Regions from separate parts of the Mus musculus genome. Here region 2 is linked to region 1. Evidence: chromatin contacts called from public Hi-C data. All regions are on one chromosome and are shown on one strand. Each heading gives the region's core, a stretch centred on a gene start, on an enhancer-like site or on the middle of the called end of the contact. The rest is flanking DNA. Distances are from core to core; before and after follow the strand shown.

The links. A called contact is a pair of places that touch in the nucleus more often than the background predicts.
Region 2: a Hi-C map of cerebellum shows a contact between it and region 1, with 1.5 times the contacts expected there. The contact joins the enhancer-like site here to the promoter of Manea in region 1. A contact is called at or near these places in 2 of 484 Hi-C or Micro-C datasets (cerebellar granule neurons and cerebellum), 1 of 115 datasets of contacts at active chromatin or transcription factors (embryonic stem cells) and 2 of 9 other capture datasets (adipose tissue and liver).

What each region holds. Positions count from the first base shown.
Region 1 is chr4:26,342,059-26,349,122 of GRCm38.p6, forward strand. It overlaps Manea (mannosidase, endo-alpha), which reads right to left and starts at 4,594. Exons shown (of 5, transcript NM_172865.2): 1 at 4,539-4,594.
Region 2 is chr4:26,398,357-26,405,420 of GRCm38.p6, forward strand. No RefSeq gene overlaps it. Among named protein-coding and RNA genes, the nearest start is that of Manea, 55 kb to the left of the region's middle. Within about 2 kb of position 4,060, at least 14 of the 459 cell types and tissues checked have an H3K27ac peak or open chromatin away from gene starts, as enhancers often do. A contact at or near this core is called in cerebellar granule neurons and cerebellum, where this site is marked.

The sequences.
Region 1 (7,064 bases), core at 3,344-5,843:
TACTGACTATTTTGACAATATTGATAGTGATTATTACCATCTAAAGATGATTAAAAATTCACTGGAGGAAACATGTGAATTGTATTCAATTTCTCAGATAAACTTAAACATCAATGAATTTGGGTTCCCAGGAAATTCCTAACCAATCTATCCAACTTGCTTAGAGACGGCTGTTCACATATATAATAACACAATGCAATTACATTGTAGATATGATTAACACTGCAAGTAAGAATATAGGACTTGAATTGTTTTCACTATTTTGGCAACATTTTTTTAATGGTGAAAATTTGTTTTAATGAAAGAAAAAAAAAAAAAAAGGAATGCCATTAGGCAAGTATAGAGTGCATATGAGACCTGAACATAACCTCTGCTTATTTCAGGAAGGATCAGTTCTATATAGTCCTTGAAGTCTATATAGAGCTTCAAGCTCAGCACTGCATAACAACAGGAAATGAATGCTCTGCTGTGCAAATGTGACAGAGCTAGTCATTGCACAGCAGTTGTGAAGGAAGTTGTGATAGAAGAACATAACCACTTTGGTTTGCTGCTGTAACTTGCTGTCCTGGATTTTCCAAACTATAAATGTAATACCATATCCTTCCTTCCCTTTGATTAAAGAAGATGATAATTTTTGATGAGCCATGAAGCAGAAAAAAATATTTTAAGATATGACTTTGACTATTTTAATCAAACACAAACTGGAAATATGCTTGAAGCATGTACAGTTGCTATCTCTAAGTGAAAAAAAAAAAACATAGTAATCTCTTCTCATTCTTCTAAACTTAAAATATAACTCTTAAAAAAGAACTGTGTGTTTGGGGTTAAGTACTTTATAAGTAATTAAGCATTGGTATTGAATGCTGAATAAACACACAGAGAGAATGGGTGAATGAATAAATAAGGGAGAGCTATAGATTTAGATGTAACTATAGGATTAACTTTAGAAATACTAACTCAGTAGGCTGGTGTGAAATGGACTGGTCAGGGTATGCAACTGAAAAACAATTGAGGTTGGCATTTGAGAAACATGCTAATGATACACTTGTGTGAGGATGGATAGCTCACCAAGATTCTTTATTAATGTGAACATTTTTGTTTTTAGATAAACTTACTGTGTGGGCGATGCAAGGTAATGTTGGCAATAGAAAATAAAAAAGAGAAGTATTTAAATTAATCACCAAATAGTATTCAAGATTTTAAATAAATGTGAAAGAAACATAAAAAACACTAAAGGTAGGTGTGTGTGAGTGTGTGAGTGTGTGTGTGTGTGTGTGTGTGTGTGTACGTCTAAATATTTTTTTATCCATTGATTTATGTTGCTCTAAGTCGGAGAAGCTTCCTATTGCAGTTGATAGTAGTTAATGAGATTCCTTACTGTTCAAGTTGCTGTGAATCAGCAACTGAGAGCACTTGGCTGTAGATGGCATGTCTGTACCACCACCATGCCCCTACAACACTGGAATATGGAACGCTGCTGAAGAAGAACAGTGGGAACTTAAGAGCTGGAGGTGGAAAGGGGTGCTGTGAAATGACCTGAGCATGACCAGGCTGCTGCACACATGAACTCATAGTAACTTTGACGAACTACACAAGAATAAGCATGGAACAGTGTTCTCAAGGCCCCAAATCCAGCTGAGTACTACCAGTAGTTGATGACTGCTTGCAGAGAGGGAGAGTCACATATCCTTGGGGATGTGGCCACCCTTAGGTTGCTCATACCACAGGAGATGACCCCACACCCATGAGTTATCATGCAGCAGTAAATAGAAATCAATCATTAATTGTAGAGGACATAAAGTTGGGATATGTGATGGCCAAATTCTGGACAATGTTGGAGTGGTGAGTAGTGGGTAGGTAAGACTGAGATATAAATACACATGAAATTTTCAAATAAGTAAAAAATATTATTTAAACATTTCTTGAGCTCTATAGTTACAAGAAGTCCACATTTCTATTTTTCCTTGTATAGCCTAACATTTCTATATTTCTTTTATCTGCTCCAGTTATCTCACTCATAGGGTTCCTGTCAGGATGAAGGCTTACTTCACATCTGACAATGTACTACTAAGTAGTTATGAGCCATGAGCAATTATTCATGAGGAAAATATGGGTATCAGGAAAATAATCCAGAACTAGCAGGGGGTGGAGGGTGTATGTGATGACACACTTTAATCCAAGAATCTGTGAGACAGAGTATCTCTGAGTTTCCAGGCCACTCTGGAACTTCCAGGCTAGCCAGGGATACATATTGTGGCTCTGCCTATCAATTAATTGATTGATAGATGAAATACAACCAATCCAGCATATGGGATTGAGCATGTAATTCAGTAGTTAGAACATATGTGTAGCATGAACAATTCCTTGGGTTCTAGGTTTGACCCTTAGTCCAACCTGCAGAAAACAAACAAACAAATACAGCATATGCCTTATTCTCTAAAATACCATTCAAGGTTCAAGTCAAAGCAAAAGTCTGGATTCTCTCCTCACGTCTCTCCTAAAGACTCCTGAGTAGAAAACTCTATTGAAGCAACCCTGCTCTTCTTTAATGTTGGCAATTCTTACACTGTACACTATACCAACTTATCTGTGTACAAGTTTTTGAATATATATATACTACAGCATATATATATATATATATATATATATATATATATATATATGTGTGTGTGATTGTGTGTGTGTGTGTGATTGTGTGTGTATAGGGTATATATATATATATATATATACACCCTAGTGTATTTATACTCTACTAGATCCCAAAAAATATTATATACCTCTGATTATTATTCAGCTTACTTAAGTTTTGGCCCTCCTTTTTCTTACAATGGTAGGTATTCAGCAAATATATCTGTAACATATTCTATTATACATATGCAGACCATATTTGTGTGAGGTGTATAAACAACACTGTAAAAGAAAATTTATGATTTGTGTGAGGTGTATAAACAACACTGTAAAAGAAAATTCATGAAGATTCAATAATTTTGAAGACCATCTAAACAATAGAGCATCTTAAATTTTGTGACAACACATTGCCCCTGAAGCATAAAACAAGCAGTGCTCTTGCAGGAGACAGACAAAGAAACTACTTTACTTAGCTCTAACTAAAGAAAGAGGTTTCATAAGTCCCTTGTGAGAAAAACAACTACCAAACTTCCAGTCAACTGCAGGTGTGTAGCTTCTTAAAGCAAGAAGCTCAGGCTACTGACTACTAACAATGTGTCCTCACTCAAAGGGAAGTTTGCACTACCCCGAGTTAGAAAACTAGTTCTTCTGAAACCATGCTAATTTTATGTTGTGAAAGTCAAGTGATTTCGAATGAATAGTACTACATACTCCTCAAGCAGCTAAGAGATCTAAATAACCCTGAAGCCGAATGTTGTGGATTGTTTTAAATGCATTTGCTCATATTATATAGCTCAGGAAAATGCAGATTCCATTTTAAAGTTATAATTAAATTATAAAGATTCTTCCTGTTTTATTTCATTCTGTTGATGCTATTTTCTTCTAATTTTATGCTAGAGGAAGTACCTACAGTTAGATACAGCTAACGCTCAGAACACACATCTAAAACTTTCAGAATCTTGCTCAGGTCAAAGTGTGGGTAATCTTTTGTACACAAGTTCTGTCCGGCATAATCTCATTTTCCATTTTTATCTTCACAACCGTCTATGAAACAGAACTTCATGTTACAGGTGATGAAACTGAGCAGAGAACTTTTTCCAAGATTTTGGGCTAGTAAACAGCTGAGCACCCTACAAAGGCAAAACACTGTACTGGACCTTAGGTTCCTGGCTCCAGCCTGCCCTGAGCGGCCTCAAGTAGAGAAGTCATACTACAATGACATTTTTTCACTGTGGAAGGTGACTTAACAATGGTTCCCTCGCCTTCCGCTGTAGCTCACACTTAAGGAGAAGGCAGCTAGCTCATTGTGTTTATTTTCTGACCACATACTCAACTCATTGCTTATTATAGGAATAAGAGCAGCAGCTTTGTAAGTGTAACTAACCTGAAATAGTTTCACCAAAACCTACAGTAGTTCTGCATTTTTTTTTTCTTCCAAGCTGCAGCCCACACATTGCAATGCGATCAGACCAACCACTCTCATTTGTCTTTCTAAGCTCATTCCAGACCCACAACAACGCTCACGAAAGCCTCCTTGTAAGCCATTTTCAGTACTTCTCCCACTATATTATCCGTTTATGTCTTTGACAACAACAAAACAAAAGTTTTAAGCTCCGGTCCTCGCCAACTTGTTCCTCCGCAGACAGAAAAGGAGACGGCCACCCTGAAGGGACAGTGGAAAAGGCAGAGCCCGGCCAGTTAAAGGAGAACAGAACAAAGACCCCGGAGGAGGACGCACTTGTCCTGGCGGCCTTCGGGGTCGTAAGCTGGGCTAGGAGACGGCCGGGCGACCGCCAGGGGCCTCCGCTCGCAGGTTCGGGGCTCAGGACCGAGTGGTGATGAACCACCTCAGGGCCAACTCGGGCATCCAGGCAGACAAGGACGGGCTCAGGCGCGGTGCGGACACTAACCTAGCGGCGGGGACCGGCGCGGAACCGGGCTGCTGGGCTGAGCGCGACTGGATTCCTAGAGGCCCGGGGTCAAAGGGCGTCGCAGGCAGGCGGCCCACGATTGGCTGGCGGGCGAGCGCGCAGGGGTTAGCTGCGGAGTCCCTGTGGGTCTCAGTTCCGGGGCCTCACAATTGCTCACCGGGGTCTGGGACCCTGCCTCCGCGTGGACCCACCGGATAAGAGAAAGAACCGTGAATCCTACCAGGGCTGACAGCTCTTGCGGCCGCACCGCTACCCCTCCCAGGTCCCGCCTCCTAAAGGACAGCGCGGGGCGTGGCTCCAGGGGTTGAATCTCCGAGAAGGCGGGGCTTCTGGGCGGACCTAAGCGGGCGGGGCTTTCGGGGAGAGGCTCCGAGTCCCCTAGCTTGTCCTGGAGTCTACTGCAGGGTCATGGTGGAGGAAACTACATTAAGTCAGACAGTATCCCTTAATTGCTCCAAGGAGAAATGAAAGTTCTTTTACACTTTTGCCTCTCAAGATAAGCCAAGACTCTCTGATAGAGACCAGATGTGTTTTGTTTTTCACTTTTAAAAAATCCTTTTAAATGTTACTCAGATTTATAATACATTGGGTATTTCCAAAGTTTTAAAGTTGAAAACGTGTTTTAGTTTATCAAACAGTTATTGGCAAGTCAGAAGTAGACAGACAGATATATTAAACTTCCACAAGTATACTAGGAATCAATACAATTGTACAATACAATTGTGTAATTGTACAATTACAGTAGAAAGAGAATAAGTCAGAAGCAAAAAAAAAAAAAAAAAAAAAATTGCAGCAGAGGCGAGGCTGCATCTGGGGTTTCCATCTTACATCAGCCTCACATACCAAGAGGATTCTATGTTTTGTTTTTGTTGCATGGTAACAAGGCAATCTTGACTCAAGGGGTAGAACTTTCAGATGTGATGTTGTGAAAAGTATTGTAAAGGCTTCCCTTTAAAAAACTACCGGATTATAAAAGAGATTTGAAATATACATGTAAATAATGAAAGAAAATACCCTAGTGATGGCTGCAAAAGCTTAAGGCAAAGAGTCTTGTTTCACTATCACCATTAAGCAGTATATTGTGTTCTTAAATATCTTGCTCTTTTAAAAGTAGGATTTTGAAAATATGTAGTTTCCTAAAAATCCTATCTTCCTGGCTTTGCATATTAAATAAGTGAAATATTTTCTGATTTTCCATGCAAACATGTTTGCTACACATTTATGATTTGAAATTCCTAAACATACAATCTATTTTGCATCAACTAGTTTGCTTCATCATTATAAAAACTGTCTTTTAATGTTTTCCCCAAAATGTCATCAAATTGAATTTCCTTTAAGTTATGTGTTCCCCTCCATCCTGAAGATATCCGCCTGTTCACATCCCTCTGGCTATTAGGCTTACTGGAAAAATGACTGCTTTCAATCTAAGTTCATTTTATTTTGGATATTTTAATTAATTTCTATGTGAAGAAATAAATGTACCTTATGTACAAATACCTTCACTTTGTGCATTGTCTTCACTTCTGTGGTATCTTGATAATCAAAATCCTTAAAGTTTAGGATATTTCTTGTTGCATTTAAGAATATTACAATTGTGTAACCTTGCATCAGACATTAAATTTTTACAATTGACACAAAAATTTGTGGTACAACTTTAATAGTGTTGTGGTAACATCAAGAACAAAATGTTGTTAGTAGCTCTATTCAACATAATACTGAAGTCCACCTTACTGTATCATTTTTAAAATGGTCATGAACTATTCTCTTTTGCTTCTAAAAATCTTAGCTTTAGTTATATGAAACATTATACATAGAAATGAATGAACAATATTGACAATCAGTTAGAGCACCTATGTACCAGACTGTATGTACATATAAAATTTGTAACATCATTTTTCTTATTGATTTTATTTCAATTATGTTAGCTAAAATTGGGTTTTTATACATTTTTACAAATTTTAGAATAAACTAGCCAACATGCATTAAAAGACTCTGGATATTGATTGTATTTCAATAAAATTTTAGAGTTAAATTTATAGAAATTTACAGTTTAGAGATATATTCTCTGGGAAAATGTTATGTTTATAGATTTATATTTGAGACTGGTATGTTCCCCAATGAGTCTTAGTTCATGTTACTTAAGTTTTTGCAGGCTTTTATTACATAGATTCCTCATGTTTCTTGCTAAATTTAAACATAACTTTCTTTAAATTACATATTGTATAGTCTGATCCTCTATGGTCAATGGTAAAATGCATATGACCCTGAGATTAATTTCGAGCACTGAAAATAAAATTCCAGCGGATTATTATCCTAATTAGCCCAAAGGAGCCATGTTCTTATGTGTATTTCCTATCCATAGAGTGGGCTAGCATTGTGATGTGTTTGCTGTACTTGCTGTTACCTGTGCAGACTTGTTCACTTTATAAATGTGATTTTTCTATCTAAATCATCTCTTCTTCTTTAAAACACATTCACCAGACATTCAGCATCATGTCCTATGGC
Region 2 (7,064 bases), core at 2,810-5,309, 56 kb after region 1:
TCTACCCAAATCATTCTATGAAGCCATAATTACTCTGATACCTAAGCCACATAAAGACCCAACAAAGAAAGAGAAATTAAGACCAATTTTCCTTATGAATATCAATTAAAAAACACAAAATAAAATTCTTGCTAACTGAATCCAAGAACACAACAAAAGGATCATCCATCATAATCAAGTAAGCTTCATCCCAGGGATGCAGGGACAGTTTAATGTATGGAAATCCATCTACATAATCCACTACATAAACAAACTCAAAGACAAAAACCACATGGTCATCTCATTAGATGATGAGAAAGCATTTGACAAAATCGAACACTCATTCATGATTAAAGTCTTGGAAAGATCAAGGCCCATACCTAAACATAACAAAAATAGTGACTGCAAACAGGTAGCCCACATCAAACTAAATGGAGAGACACTTGAAGCAATCCCATGAATATCAGGGATTAGACAAAGCTACCCACCCTCTTCTTACCTATTCAATGTAGTATTGAAGTTCTAGCTATAGCAATTAGAGAATAAAAGGAGGTCAATGGGATACAAATTGGAAAGGAAGAATCCAAAATATCACTATTTGCAGATGATATGATAGTATATGTACATGATCCTAAAAATTCCACCAGAGAACTCCTAAACCTGATAAACAGCTTCAGCGCAGTAGCTGGATATAAATTTAACTCAAACAAATCAGTGGCCAATCTCTATACAAAGGATAAACAGGCTGAGAGAGAAATTAGGGGAAAAAAACACCGTTCACAATAGTCACAAACAATATAAAATACCTTTGTGTGACTCTAACTAAGGAAGTGAAAGATCTGTATGATAAGAACTTTAAGTCTCTATAGAAAGAAATTGAAGATCTCAGAAGATGGAAAGATCTGCCCTGCTCTTGGATTGGCAGGATTAATATAATAAAAATGGCTATCTTGCTGAAAGCAATCTACAGATTCAATGTAATCGCCATCAAAATTCCAACTTAATTCTTCAATTAGTTAGAAAGGGCAATTTGAAAATTCATCTGGAAAAACATAAAACCTAGAATTACAAAAACTATTCTCAACAATAAAAGAACCTCTGGGGGAATCACCATGCCTGACCTCAAGCTGTACTATAGAGCAATTGTGATAAAAACTGCATGGTACTGGTATAGTGACAGACAGGTAGATCAATGCAATAGAAATGAAGACCCAGAAATGAACACCCACACCTATGGTTACTTGTTCTTTGACAAGGGAGCTAAAACCATCCAGTGGAAAAAAGGCAGCATTTTCAACAAATGGTGCTGGCTCAACTGGCGGTTATCATGTAGAAGAATGTGAATTGATCCATTCTTATCTCCCTGTACAAAGCTCAAGTCTAAGTGGATCAAGGAACTACACATAAAACCAGAGATACTGAAACTTACAGAGGAGAAAGTAGAGAAAACCCTCGAAGATATGGGCACAGGGGAAAAATTCCTGAACAGAACACATTGGCTTTTGCTGTAAGATTGAGAATCAACAAATGGGACCTCATAAAATTATAAAGCTTCTGTATGATAAAAGAAACTGTCAATAAGACAAAAAAGCCACCAACAGATTGGGAAAGTTGCTTTACCAATCCTAAATCTGATAGGGGACTAATATCCAATATATACAAAGAGCTCAAAAAGCTGGACTACAGAGAAGCAAATAAACCTATTTAAAAATGGGGTACAGAGCTAAACAAAGCATTCTCAACTAAGGAAAACTGAATGGCTGAGAAGCACCTGAAAAAAATGTTCAATATCCTTAATCATCAGGGAAATGCAAATCAAAACAACCCTGAGATTCTACCTCACACAAGTCAGAATGGCTAAGATAAAAAATTCAGGTGACAGCAGATGCTGGCGAGGATGTGGAGAAAGAGGAACACTCCTCCACTGTTGGTGGGATTGCAAGCTTGTACAACCACTCTGGAAATCAGTCTGGCAGTTCCTCAGAAAATTGGACATAGTAATTCAGGAAGATCCAGCAATACCATCTCCTGGTAATAAGGACACATGCTCCACTAAGTTCATAGCAGCCTTATTTATAATAGCCAGAAGCTGAAATGAACCCAGACGTCCCTCAACAGAAGTTTGGAGACACAAAATGTGCTACATTTACACAATGGAATACTACTCAGCTATTAAAAACAAAGAATTTATGAAATCCTTAGGCAAATGGATGTATCTGGAGGATATCATCCTGAGTGAGGTAACCCAATCACAAAAGAACTCACTTGATATGCACTCACTGATAAGTGGATATTAGCCCAGAAACTTAAAATACCCAAGATACAATTCACAAAACACATGAAACTCAAGAAGGAGAAAGACCAAAGTGTGGATACTTCTTACCTTCTTAGAATGGGGAATAAAATACCCATGGAAGGAGTTACAGGGACAAAGTTCAGAGCTGAGAAAGAAAAAAGGACCATCCAGAGACTGCCCCACCTGGGGATCCTTCCCATATACAACCACCAAACCCAGACAGTATTGCATATGCCAGCAAGATTTTGCTGACAGGATACTGATATAGCTATCTCTTGTGAGACTATGCCAGTGCCTGGCAAATACAAGTGGATGCTCACAGTCATCTATTGAATGGAGCACAGGGTCCCCCAATGGAGGAGCTAGAGAAAGTACCCAAGAAGCTAAAGGGATCTGCAACCCTATAGATGGAACAACAATATGAACTAACTAGTACCCCCCCACCCCCCAGAGCTTGTGTCTCTAGTTGCAAATGTAGCAGTGGTTGACCTAGTTGGACATCAATGGGAGATTAGGCCCTTTGTCTTGGGAAGATTATATGCCCCAGTAGAGGGGAATATCAGGGCCAGGAAGCAGAAGTAGGTTGGTTGGGGAGCAGGTGGGGGAAAGGTGTAGGGGACTTTCCGAGAGGAAACTAGGAAATGGGGTAGCATTTTAATGTAAATGAAGAAAATATCTAATTAAAAAATAGTAAAACAATGGATTATCATTATATAAAATTTTTAAGCATAAAACACAATTTTAAATATTTTACATGCTTCTAAACATAATATAAATGTTACTATGTCAAAATTGTAGGACTCACAGTGCACTTGAGTTTGGAAATTTTGAAACTATCAAGGAGAAAGTTTTAATTTAATGATCAAAGATTCTTATGTGCATTCAATGCATTATCCATATTACAACCAGAGAACTGTAGATTGATATCAATTTCTGTAGTACATTTACCAAAGTAATGCCAGCATTTACATTAGCACTGAAAATATGAAGCTGTTTATGAACTACTTCTAGTATGAAATTCCTTATTTTGGTTCTCTCTCTCTCTCTCTCTCTGTATAGATATTTCTGATAAGAGTTTTTCATTTTTAGGAATCAAACTTATTCATTTAAGATTTTTTTATATATACATGTGTAGGGCTATGTGAGTAAATGCTGAATGTGTGTAAAAAATAAAAAAAAAACTGATCTTATAGGAGTCTGTGAGCTGCATTATATGGGTGCTTGGAAACAAACTCAGGCCCTTTGTAATTATGGTGTGAGCTTTTAATTGTTGAGTCCTCTCTCAAGGCCCTGGTTTTGAATTTTAAATTCAAATAGTTCAAACATAGAAATATGTTATAAAGGGGAAAATTATAAGTGTGCATTTATCACATTTAGAGAAGTAAGGATAACAAAAAATAAAATGTTGAAAGAATTAAACAATAGGCATTTAATATCTTTTGAGAAAACTGCAATTGTGTATTTTTGGTACCTTTTACAATACAGCTGTCAGAAAAACTGTAGGCTACAAGTCATGGTGAAGATTTACTTGATTGTGACTGAAGAGAAGCATTCAGTCTGCCTCAGCACTTTCTCCCTGCTTGCAGAACTTCCCCTCCTGCCCCTGTTCTTTCCAGCAGCTAACACAGGGCTCCTCCTCCCATTCCTGGCCTTTCAGAGAGGACTTGATCTGGCACTGGAATATTGCTATCCCAGATTTCATGGAGGCACCCCTAGCAAACTCACCCCTACCCCCTGCCTGGGAGGAACAGATGGCAGCTTGAGAATAGACAAGGAACAACCTCCCTCAGCCTAGGCCAACCTTCCCTCCCCCATCCCTGTGTCACCTAGGCTGCCACTGTCACTGATAGATGGCTAAGCACTTCCCAGTGCAGCTGGTGCCTGTCCTTGGGAAGAGCTAAGACCAAGCATCCTTGAAGAAATAAGTGTCCCACATTTGGGCCATGAGAGGACAGTAATCAAGCTTTCCCAGACAATTGTGGCTAGTTGTAAAAACACACTAGTTCCTGATAGTACCATAAAGTAACTTCTCAGGTCAGAAGAGTCCCCTCTCCCAGTTGTATGATTCTGCCTCCTGCCTGAACAAATGATATCTTGTTTGAAAGATGACTTCCCTTGTCACCTTCCCCTGTCATCCTAAAATCCAAAGAATCCCTGATTATGCTTGTATTAAAAAACACTAAACCCCTGGACATTGGGTCGCATTCCTGTCCTGTGCAGTGTGAAGGTTTGTGACCGAGTCTGACTCGAATAAATAAAAGACTCTCTTCTTTCACTACATCGAATCAGTAGTTCTAAGAATTCTCCTGGGGCCCATGTGATGACCTGGACACAACAGTGGCATCAATAGTTTAAAGAATTTATCATGCTATCCAGAAATTACATTGAACTGCTAGGAAACCGAAAGGTTCTCACTCTTGATTTCAAAAGAAAGAGAAAACAATTTGTGTAATATCCTTGAAATTAAGAAGTCATCTACAAAACCACAGATTTTCTGGTAGGCCGGTTAGGACCATGTTTCTTCTACTCAGACACTAGCAGTTAGCACAGATATTTGTTACTTTCTGAAGCATCTACAGAGCAGGTTGGAGGTTTCCCGAAAGAGAAATATTGGACATGTCCCCAAACAACTCTTTCTAGCAAATGAACTGTGAGTACGATCTGATCTGTCAGTAAGCTTCTGAAGCTACACTTTACATCCTAGAAGTTCCATGCTTCTCTTAAGATTCAACTTCATATGATGCTGCTGATAAATTTTCTTTCATTCCTCTTAACAGCAAGATCAATTTTTCTTGCCTTGGTATTTATTCAGCATCTTCTTTCCAGGCCGTCTTTTCACCTTGCCTTTAGCAGAAAATCTGGTCTGACAGATTCTGTCACACGGTATTTTCTCTGTACACATTCACTATTCAAGCTGTGTCTCTTTGCGCATATATCAATTACATGCTAGAACAAGTTGTGGTACAGTATGAAAAAAGAAATCTCTGGCTTACCTATGTTCTCAATTGTTTTTGCACAAGTGTAAAAAGTAAGTATTTCATACCAGGATACAGTTGTTACATTTTGTGATTCCTTTGTAACATTTGTAATGAGTTTAGACATTCATTAACTAGTGAAACATATAAATGTAATACTAGGATAGATGTCAATATTAAAGATAAATCTCAGGAAATCAATGCCTTTACTAAATGAGACTACCAATTAATATGAATTTATTTTAAGTTAAGTGTTTGTTATTACAAAAAGAGCAGCGATAATCTGTTATTATTGCTATTCATGTGAAAGGTTTGATTTAAAATAAGGAATTGGAATATTAATAATTTTCAACTTAATCCAATCCAGGAAAACATTCGACAATCATATAGTATAAATTATCACCCCACCAAATTTCTTTTTCTCTCTCTGACCCTATTCTCTAGAGAGATTATTACCCTTATATTTTGATAGCTATATTCTTATAATAATTTTTAATAGGAAAAAATCAATAAATAGAGCTGAAAAAATACCAACTCCCCCAAGTAATAACACAAAAGCAGTGGTAGTCATTTTCTCTCCCTTGGTGACACAGATATAGGCCAGATTAGACCAGATAAAATAGATAAAAGCAGGTTTCTTAGAAGGCAGTTTTTGGGTAGGTCACTTATCTCATAGATGGAGGTCAGTGAAGTCACTCAATCAGGCTACAATAAGGGGATTTTATAGAGCCTAGCGGAGGAATGATGACTTGCCAGCTAGGAGCTGGAATAGTTCCAAAATATAGTGAACAAAAAAACAAAAACAAAAAACAAAAAACAAAAAAACTGAGCCTCTGGGCTGGTACACTTGAGTGGGCTGCCAGAAACAAGGAGATGGGAAGGGATGACATGTTGGCCTAGTTTTTTCTCTGTGCATGGGTTTGGCAGAAGGACGGCAGAAATGTTTTCCCAATTTGTGCAGTGGATGAGCAGGAGTTTCAGCCTGACAAGTGAAATAAAAATAGCTTAATGAAATTGAGATATTATTTTGGGGTTAGTATGCACTTATTTTAGTGAGGACATAATATGTGTGTGTTCTTTTGTGTCTGGGTTACCTCACTCATATGATATTTTCTAGTTCCATCCATTTGCCTGTGGATTTCATGAAGTCATTGATTTTAATCACTTCATAGTACTCCATTGTGTAAATGGACCACATTTTCTGTATCCATTCTTCTGTTGACAGACATCTGGGTTCTTTCCAGCTTCTGGCTGTTATAAACAAGGCTGCTGTGGACATAGTGGAGCATGTGTTTTTGTGATATAGTGGAGTGTCTTTTGGGTATATGCTCAGGAGCAGTATAGCTGGGTCTTTAGGTAGAACTATTTCCAATATTCTCAGGAACCACCAGACTCATTGCCAAAGTGGTTGTACAAGCTTGCAATCCCACCAGCAATGGAGCAGTGTTCCTCTTTCTCCACATCCTCTCCAACATCTGATGTCACCTGCATCTTACCCATTCGGATTGGTGTGAGCTGGAATCTCAGGATCGTTTTGATTTGTATTTCCCTGCTGACTAAGGATGTTGAACATTTCTTTAAGTGTTTCTCAGCCATTTGAAATTCTTTGGTTGCGCATTCTCTATTTGGCTCTGTACTGTACTTTTTAGTAGAGTTATTCAGTTCTCTGGAGTCCCAGAGAACCATTCTGAAGAACAAATCTAGTCCTAAGTAGCTGCGGCACTTGAGGGCTGAGGCCGGAGGACTGGGAGAATTGGAGGACAGCCTGGGCAGCACAGAATCAGGCCTTGTTAGGATTGAGATTACATCCTAAC